Linked DNA regions of Ovis aries: region 1 is linked to region 2. Evidence: chromatin contacts called from public Hi-C data. All regions are on one chromosome and are shown on one strand. The core of a region is the stretch at or near the end of the contact, and the rest is flanking DNA. Distances in the headings are between cores, read along the strand shown.

The links. A called contact is a pair of places that touch in the nucleus more often than the background predicts.
Region 1: a Hi-C map of liver shows a contact between it and region 2, with 10 times the contacts expected there. The contact joins two enhancer-like sites. A contact is called at or near these places in 14 of 16 Hi-C or Micro-C datasets (blood, hypothalamus, liver and 7 more).

Annotation. Positions count from the first base shown.
Region 1 is chr4:71,617,121-71,621,766 of ARS-UI_Ramb_v3.0, forward strand. No RefSeq gene overlaps it. Among named protein-coding and RNA genes, the nearest start is that of MIR148A, 52 kb to the left of the region's middle. Within about 2 kb of position 2,436, at least 8 of the 54 cell types and tissues checked have an H3K27ac peak or open chromatin away from gene starts, as enhancers often do. A contact at or near this core is called in liver and tail adipose tissue, where this site is marked.
Region 2 is chr4:71,183,106-71,188,167 of ARS-UI_Ramb_v3.0, forward strand. The region is part of intron 1 of SNX10 (sorting nexin 10); the gene reads right to left. Among named protein-coding and RNA genes, the nearest start is that of SNX10, 49 kb to the right of the region's middle. Within about 2 kb of position 1,261, at least 7 of the 54 cell types and tissues checked have an H3K27ac peak or open chromatin away from gene starts, as enhancers often do. A contact at or near this core is called in liver and tail adipose tissue, where this site is marked.

The DNA of each region.
Region 1 (4,646 bases), core at 1,186-3,685, 440 kb after region 2:
GAAGGGTTGTGTGTTGGATTAATGGAAACAGCCTGATCAGAGGGAAGGCTTTCAACTGGGTTGCTGCAGTTAACACTGAAAAATTTCTTGAGTTTCTGCCACTTCCCTCTAAATGCCAATTACACCTGAATCCACTTTCCATAAAAGTGTTGACTGTTGGTTTAGTCTGCATAATCCAAGTCAGTCTTCAACTTTATTTCATGCATTTTACAGTAGGCTCATCTGAGATTTCAGACATCTCATAATTTTTGTGTGTATATGTGACTTCAGAAAGAGATGTGAGAAATTATGCTAACAAGAAAGTCATCTCTTATTTTCTTAAATGTCTTTTTAAAAAAAATATTGTTTTGATGCGGACCATTTTTAAAGTCTTTGTGGAATTTGTTACAGTATTGCTTCTGTTTCATGTTTCCATTTTTAGGCTGCCAGGCATGTGGCAGACCAGGGATCAGACCAGCACCCTCTACACTGGAAGGAGAGTCTTTACCACTGGACTCCTAAGGAGTTCCCACCTTCTCTTATTTTGAAAAAGGAAAACTTAAATCAATATTTCGTCTTTTGTTCATAATGTACATACTCAAATCCTAATTTTTCTTAGGTACTAGTAGCAATGGGTAGGGCTTTTCTGGTGGTTTAGGTGGTAAACAGTATGCCTACAATGCAGGATACCAGGGTTTGATCCCTGGGTTGGGAAGACCCCCTAGGAGAAGGAAATGACAGCCCACTCCAGTATTCTTGCCTGAAGAATCCCATGGACAGAGGAGCCTCGCGGGCTACAGTCCATGGAGTTGAAAAGAGCTGGACATGACTAAGCGACTTTCGCTCACTCACTCGGCAATGGGTAAGCACCTGGCAGTAATAGGAAAACCTTGTGTCTGAGCATGCTAAGTTGCTTCAGTCGTGTCTGACTCTGAGTGACCGTATGGACTTAACCTGCCAGGCTTCTCTGTCCATGGGATTCTTCAGGCAAGAATATGGAGTGGGTTGCCATTTCCTCCTTTAGAAGGTCTTCCTAACCCAGGGATTGAACCCTTGTTCTTTATGTCTCCTGCATTGGTGGGCAAGTTCTTTAGCGGCAAAGAGAAACCCTTACATTTTACATTTACAAAACATTTTCATATTTATTATCTCATGTGGGCAGTCATTACTGTTTCAATTTTTCATTCTTCCTGCTGAGGGTTTTCCACAGAGTTGCAGAGCTGACTAATGGAAGAGCCTACATTCAAGCCCAGGCCTCCTGATTCCCAGATTACAGCCCTGCCTATCCCTGGGCCACACCACCTGTTTCGACAGCAGAGGTATCTCTTGTATTGACCAGGGTAGGAAAACAGCAGTTTTCCACGTGGATGAAAACACAGCTAACTAGAGCATCTCAGTCACTGCTGGTGGAAGCATAAATGGACAAGCATTGGAAAAAAGAGTTTGGTGAAATGTATTAACACTGCTCCTCTACATGTTTACCCAGTAATTTTACTTCTAGGAATCTATCCTAAGGAATTAATACTAAGGATATGTGACTAAAGATTTACATAGGAATGTGTTTACTGGAATGTTACTTATAATATCCACCAATAGGAGGTTAGTTAAGAGTATTATGATACATTCCAATGATGAAATGTTAGCAAAGTCATTAAAAACCTCATTTTAAAGATTATTGGCAGTAAATAAACATTGAGAAGATATTCATAATATAAGATGTAATGAAAAAAGTCAGCATCAAGATAGTGCAGCTACCAGAGGAAAAAAAAAGAATTTATGGAAATGTTAACAATGCTTAACTGTGGGTAATGAAATTATAAATAATATTTTTAAATTTTTAGTCATTTCTCATGTTCCATATAGAGCATGTAGCAATTTTATAGTGAGGAAAAATTCTATTTAACTTTTTAAATATAGTAAAAACAGAGTAAACACTGACAACAAATAATGGTTAGTATTTAAAACCATCATTTTACCTATGCTAGTCTGTAAACTAGCTCATATAAAGAGAAAACCAAACAAATGGAGGACTAATTTGTTACGTTACCAAGGAGAAGATGATACAAGATTTATGATATAAGATTTGCAATAGAGTGTGTGGTAAATACTTAAAGCTAGAAAGTTTTGGCTCCAAACAATTGACTCTCTTGCATGAGCTGAGCCAGTTCCACTAAATGTGCAGGAGCTGGGCTCTAGGAAGCCTTGCTACGAGAACTTCTTGAAAGTTCCTCTACCGAGTAGTCACGTGGTTTCTGCCTTCACTGTCTTTGGCCCTGGCTTGTCCTGTGGGATCAGGAGAAGCAGACTCAGCCCTGAACAACATCCCCAGCAAGCAAAAGCCCAGAGATAATTTGGGACTTTCTAGAGGGAAGAAAGAGAAGTACAGACCCAGAGGGAAAGCAGCCGAAGGACTCGGGGTTAACATTCCACTCTGGGAGGAGACTTTAGTCCTTGGAGGGCTTCCAGTCTGAACTTGGAGAATTCATCAACAGGAAAACAAATAGCTGGCGTGCTCTGTATTTACTTTGCCTTTCTCAAGGTTGCAACATAAATTTCCCAACTTTGCTAGCTGTTAAGGCTGAGGAGACATTTTGTGAGTTCAGGGACTTTCTTCCAGCCTGTGTGACCCACGTGTGGAGCCCGGTTTGGGGACGATCTAGACCCCCTCAGGGTGCAGGGGAAGATGGTGTAGACACTGTTGGACTCTCGCAGCACACACAGTGTTGGGGGTGTCAAGGAGCTGGAGAGCTTGAACTCTTCAAATGAGAACTCCAGGTGGGCTGCTTGGGGAAAAAAATCCACTTATGCCACAGGAGTGAAAGCCCTGAGACTTTCTCACTGGGTGAATTTATGGCAGACCGGCCACGCAAACTACTCAGTGGTGTTTTAGTGGAGTGGTGTCTGAGGTGTGGTACAGCTGGATCAATTCCTGAAGCAGCCTTCTTCCACACCACAGGCATATTTGTGCTCTCACTCCCAGAATTTCCAATTAGCAGAGCAGCTGATGTTGAAAACCACCACATATAATCCAGAAAAAAACTGTCAACGTAACATTATAAAAATTGAATATGTGTCAGAAGTGGATTTAGATTCTTTAGGTTAATATTATTTTTGCTATTAGGTAATGAAGTGACATTAATTTACTTGTGCTATGTGATTAGGTTAATTTACTCCAGAATAATCTTGCATTTTAAAAATTAAAAATGGTGGCTCTATCTTCTCATTATCAATCAAAGCAGCAGTAGCTCTATAGAAAGCTTCACCATTTTGAACTCAGTTGTGCGCTTATACGCAGTCAGATGAGCAGTAAAAATGACAAATGACTGCACTTGGATAGATCTTCATGTTTAAGTACCTACAAATAACTGTCCATTTATGAACAGTTAAACTTAATCAATTATTTTTCCTATAGGCAAGATAACCTCTTTCATAAGTAAAAATCTACTATTTACTAGAAATAATATCAGAGCAGCTTAAATCTTAAGTATAATAATGCCGCAGTGTGTGAAAACCAAAATAGGCTCGCACACAACACAAGAAAGCTGAAGAGTGCATCCTTTTTTTGACCTTCGAAAATATAAGTGCTCTCTCCATGGCTCTATAAATTGTTTAAATCCTTTAATGATTCAAACGTGCTGATAATGTTCCTGCACTCGCTGGAACTGTGGTGCTGTTAATATTTTGAAAATTACTTTAATTAACCTTATTTCATCTTGTAGTAGTTATAGAACACGTTTATATATTTTAAGTATGCATTAATTTGTTTCATCATTAACCTTGGATTTTACCCTTGGTAATTATGGTAATTCATAATTTGGGTTGCATCAGGTGCTAATGCATTAGAACAATACATATTATGGGTCCTGTCAATAGCTTGAATGGTCAGGATTCTTTCGTTTACAGCCTGGAAGAGTGGAAGCAGGGACAGGGGTCATGGTTCAGCAGATAATCCCAGGGATGGATTTATATGGCCAGTGATTTTGGCGGAGAAGGAGGGATTCTGAATGGCCAAGTCTGGGACAGACATCCCCCTGCTGTCCACGCCACCTCCTCCTGAGATCAGTGAAAGTGTAATAGACCAAGGGAAAGGAGGAAAATCAGGGGCCCGCCCCCAAACAGTGTTCATCATAATAGTTCATCAGATTTAGGTTAAAATGTAATGGTGTACTATTAAGTGACACTATTAAGGGACACTATTAATGGTGTCCCTGCTCAGCTGACAGGTTTCCCTCCTCTGTTCCTGTCTTTTCTGACACATCCAGAAATCTAGTACCACCGGCATAGGAGTCCTGGATTTTTATATCTGCCCCCTAATTTGTCACAACTTTCAAAAACCCAGGTTTCATCCCTCACCGGTTCTTTTAGATATCCCAGCAGTATCCGATTCAAAACACCCTGCTGTGGGCCCCGTGGGCACCATGAGCCACAGGGACGACAGGCTCCCTGCCCCCAGGTGCAGAGCTCAGGAAGCAGGTAGGCAGCAGCAGGAGCGATTTGCAGTGTTCACATCTCATTTCTGAAAGTGCCAAGCAAGGCCAGAAGAGGGCGAGATTCATCCCAGCATAGGGCCCCCAGCTGGAATCACAAATGCAGCAAACACCACACTCCTTCCTGACTGCTCTGGTAGTCTGTGTGATTAAAACCCTCCCTCTGCAGACTTTCTCCGT
Region 2 (5,062 bases), core at 11-2,510:
TGCGCACCCCATGCCTGAGAATAAGCAATACTAACTTAGTAATATGAACAGAAAGATGGGTACTTTTAACATATGTTTCTATTCTTAAAATACACTTTCCCATGTGGTAAACTACTTCTTCATAACAACCTCATGTTATAGGTAAAAGTTAGAGAAGTTAAAAAAATACAGAGTAGATCATTTTATTCCTTTTTAAAGATAATAAGAACAGGAAACACGGGGTAAATTTTAAAATACTTTTTGAAAAAGTGCTCTTCACTACATCAGCTTAATTTTAAAATATGAAAACATGTACAACAAAAAATTGTTATGTTTGGCATGATAATCTTTGAAAGTATCATTAATTCATTTGGTGATTATAAATTTGCTAACTGAATTTCATTTTACATATTTTTAACCTTTTGTTTTGAAGAAGAAAAAAGACTTCAGGACTGAAATTGTAGGCATTTCTACTGCTTTGCTTTAGCACATCTGAGAAGCAGGCTGTCAATCCTCCAGAGCAGCAGCAGAAGAAATATTATGGAGTTTTCTGGACAAAGAACCTCCATTCTGTTATGCAGATAATAAAATGAGAGTGTGCAAGACAGAAAATTAACAGAAAGGGAGAAAGACAGTCCACATTCCCTTAAACAGCTTTTGCTACCTGTAAGTCTCACCTTCTAAAGTAATACTTTGTTCTTGCATTGGAGATTTCTACCCAACTGCTTGTTCTCAATACGCATACAGAGGTGACGACTTAATGCTCCAAAAAGACTTATTTTGAAATCTTTTCATTATGTATTTTTAAAGTCATTTAGAAGACAGACAATAAAAACAAGGCAACAATACAGCAATGTTCTAAACATTTTGGCCATTATTTCTTAAACACACATTCTTAATTATAAGAAGGATTATAAAAACAATTGTTGATAAGAGCCCCTCTTACATAAAGTGTAGCTGGTTCAGTGTAAAGCAGATTCCGCCCAGGGGCAGAAATGAAACAGAACCCAGGCACCCTGCCCTCAGGACACATTTCACCGCCATCTGCTACCAGAGTGTGTACGTAACTCATTTTCCCGCAGTGCTTTTCACACACCCATAGTTCTTAGAAGGAATGAATCAATCATCAGTGAATCAATAAACAGAGGGACAAATAGGTTAAGGATAGGAGAGAAGATCAGAGTCCAGGGTAGACCACATCTAACCCTCTAAAGTGTCCCCATACACTCAGGGCAAGACAGAATGTTGACAAGGGCTACCAAGGTTATCCTGCCCCCATTCAGCCGGACTAAGGGAGAAGTCTCCTAGTCAACCAGTCACATGTAGGCCACACTCCCTCACAGGGTGCTGGCAGCTCCACTTTTCCACTGGAGAAGCAGAAGTTCTTGAAAATCCCACAGGGAAAATTAAATATTTCCAACAGTTCAGTGTTCCACATTAACAGCAGAAGACACACACCCGTTACTGAAATAGTGAGCCTTTCCCCAGGTTAAACAAAAACGAAAAGACAAACAAATGCATTTGCCAATTTTATACAAACCTGTCATTTAAAAAAGGGTTTCTGAACTAAAATTATAGAATCCACAGTTACTACAGCATCACAGACTCCTTGACCACTCAACATATTATTAATTGAAGATGGTAGTAATGACAAATATTTCTCAAAAAAATCAGAACTTTTCCCCCCTGTTTGTCTGCTATTGCCCAACTACTAACATCTAAACTTTGAGTAATATGTCCCTTTTCATGGAAAGAACACTGAAATTATGGTCACAAGACCAGGGGTGAATTCTTGTTCACTTACTTCCTAAATTATGTGCTTATTCACTGAGCCTCTGTTTCTACATCAGGAAAATAGGAATGATGGCTATCCAACCTATCTCAGCTGTTCATTAAGAGGATCAAATTATAAAATACCTGTGAAAGCAGCAGGAAAATTTTATTGTGCTACATGAAGTCAAATATTATATAGACAGGAAAGTGCTTATAAACCCAAAGCATGAAGGTCTTCCCATAGACCTTGGTAATAAGCAATTCAGAAACGCTAACACAATTATCTTTTTCAAGTACAAATTTATTAATTTAAGAACCTAGTAGCAAATACTTTAATACTGTAATTTTTCAGTAAAAGGCAGAGACCTGAAGATTTCACAGGACTTGCTCGGAGCAGGCCCCTCATAATATTTGTAGAAGGAATGAATATCATAATGACAAATTACAGTAAGGAACCTAGTTCCCTCATCTTAATGGGTTAGAATTCTCAGATTCTACCTTTATTAATACTCATTACATCTAATCTTTCTGTAGGGAAGGATATGTTGAAAACAGATTCTAAAACTAAGCTGGGAAAAAAAAAAAATCTCCTAAGAACACAGCAATGCAGGCTCCGATGAGAGCGTATTTTGAGTTGGAGGCACACTCAAAATGCACACTCAAAATTAACTATGGTGCTAAGTCTCCAAATACTTTCTCAGTCCTGAAAATCTTTAACTTGGTTGAAGTGCTAAATGGTAAGCTTCCTTCCTTCTCATTCCCTTCCACATCTCTGTGGCCCTGAGAGCCATCCCAAGCTGCTGTTCTTCACATCCTGTTACCATTCCAGGGTGACCTCATCCAAACATATGGTTTCAAGCACACAGCACGAACTGATGATTCTCTCTCCATCTCGGTCCAGGCATCTCCCCACATATCCAGCCTCCTGCCCAGAAGGTTCACTTGAAAATCCCATTAGTGCACAGAGTCCACACCCTTCCCACATCCTCCTCCTCATCTCATCCCCAGCAACCCAAGCCAAAAATCCAGAGTCCCCAGACTTCTGTCTTTGACTCGCTGACCAAGTCCTGCAGTTTCACACTCCTCTGATACACACACCACTCTATTCCCTCTGTGAGTGCTCTGACCCAAGGACGGATAGCATGCCCAATGTTAATGCAAGTGCTACTAATTGATCTCTGGGCCTGTATCCAATTCATCCCCCATACTAAAACAAGAACAGTTCCAAAGCACACATCTGATGATGTCATTTTCCTGCTGAAAATCCTACAAACCTGTCCCATGACCTTCAAGATCAAGTTCAAACTCTGTAGCTAGCACAATACAGCCTTTCATGATTTTCACGCTACTTATCTCCAAAGACGAAGCTTGGGTCACCATACATGATAGGTCATTTCACCCCTGCACGCCTCTGAACACGCTGTTCTCTCTGCCTGCACTGCAGTCCTCATCTCGCTTTCTGCTTTTTCCTTTATTGTCATCATCTGGTTCTTTCATTTTTTGCTAACTCAAATCCGTTTTCAAAATGTAACTCAGTCTCTGGAAATCCTTCTGAAATTCCTCTGGAAATCCTCAGATTCCTCCAGTCTGATTAATTTGACTCTTCTCCAAGCCCCTGCCGCCTCCAGGCAGACCTTGGGCATCCTCTCTTTTCACCGTGCCTTGTTGCACTGTACTTACCTGCAGGCCCCCTTCACTAGATGCTAAGCTCCTTTAGGGTAGCTTAGGCTTTGCAGTATAACTTAAGTGCCTGGCACATCCAAAGCAGTCCATTAATACCACTTAATGAATAAATGAATGCCTGTAGGAATAAATGAATTGTCTTCAAGGGGAAAAATAAAGATGAGATCAAACTTCAACTGAAATAAAAACCTCATCCACTTGGGCTCTTGGACTCCATGAATTAATGATAAGTTATTTAGCAGCTGGTCTAAAGTTTATCTTAATTTAACAAACTCCTTCCTCTAAGGGCGTGCCAATTAACAGCACATGGCTACAAGAGCAATGTTTAAGATCTATGAGAATCAACTGTTTTTCGAGCACCCTAAAGAACTCCAGAAGCACCTATTTACATAGAAATAATTGAAAATCATCCTGAGAGCTCCAATAACCGGAGTCCCCTAAGACTTCTACCAGATGACAATTTGTTTGCCTAGTTGGAGTTAAAATGTGTACTTGAAAGTAATAAAAGTACATTTATTTTAAAATATTCCATAATTCAGATGGGCCTCCCCTCCCCCACACCACAATTAGTAGGAATTAGTGAAGTTTCACGATACTTCCAGCTATGAACAGCACACCCAGGAAGCCAATGTTCACCTATAATCCCTTAATTAGACGCATCCCTCATGATCCTGCCCACCATCCTTCAAGGGAATGTTGACAGCCTGTCAGCCACAAAGGACAGCTCCAAGTTCCATACCTAGAATCATATGGATTTCCTATGAAAATTGCTTCTGCAGCAGCAGTTAGTCAATTTAATAACCTTATTAAACACTTTAATGACTTCTTGAGCCTAATGATTATTTCTAGTATGAAGGAAGAAGTCAGGCAGAGTAGAATTAAAAATTTAAGCTAACTGATCCCTACTGTTCTCCATGTGAAACAGGCTTCTGAAGAAAGACTGCTGCACTGTTTGAAAACCTAATTCCTATGTTGTCTTATAATAATCACGCCTTGGTTTCAGTGTACCCCCTTCCCTCTCCCAGCCCCATTCCACGTTCAACGTTTATCCATGTATCCATCTACCTTGTCTTTTTTCCCTTAGTCCTTATATGAGATGAAATCAACAGTAAAAATCATCATACTGAACAAAGCATGCATATGGGTCATGCACTGCGGTGTTTTACACGTTTTCCTTTAATCTTTACAACAATCCTAAGAGGTCAGTAATATTATTACCCTATTTTACAGACTTTAAAAAAAATTGGCTTCTAAAGCTTGAACAACTGGCTCAAAGTCAAATGGCCATTAGGCTCAGCTAGCTTTCAAACTCTGGTCTGCCTTGCTCCAAAGCCTGGGCCTTACACACATTCTATCTGGTGGTTCTTAAGCAATAAATAATAAATCTCCAATTTCACTGTATTTTCAATTTCACATAAGCGCATTATTCTGGAGTGGAAAAAATTATTTTCTTTGCTCTTAGCTACAGCATCAGTTCAACCAGCATGCTCTTCTGAAATTCTGTCCCACTAGCCTCTCAAAGGCCTTATATTTTATTTTCATATTTGTAGCACCAAGCACAGTACTGGCATCCATTAGTAAGTACTCATGAAATGCTTGAGAATTAATTAACCAAGTGATTTCCTAG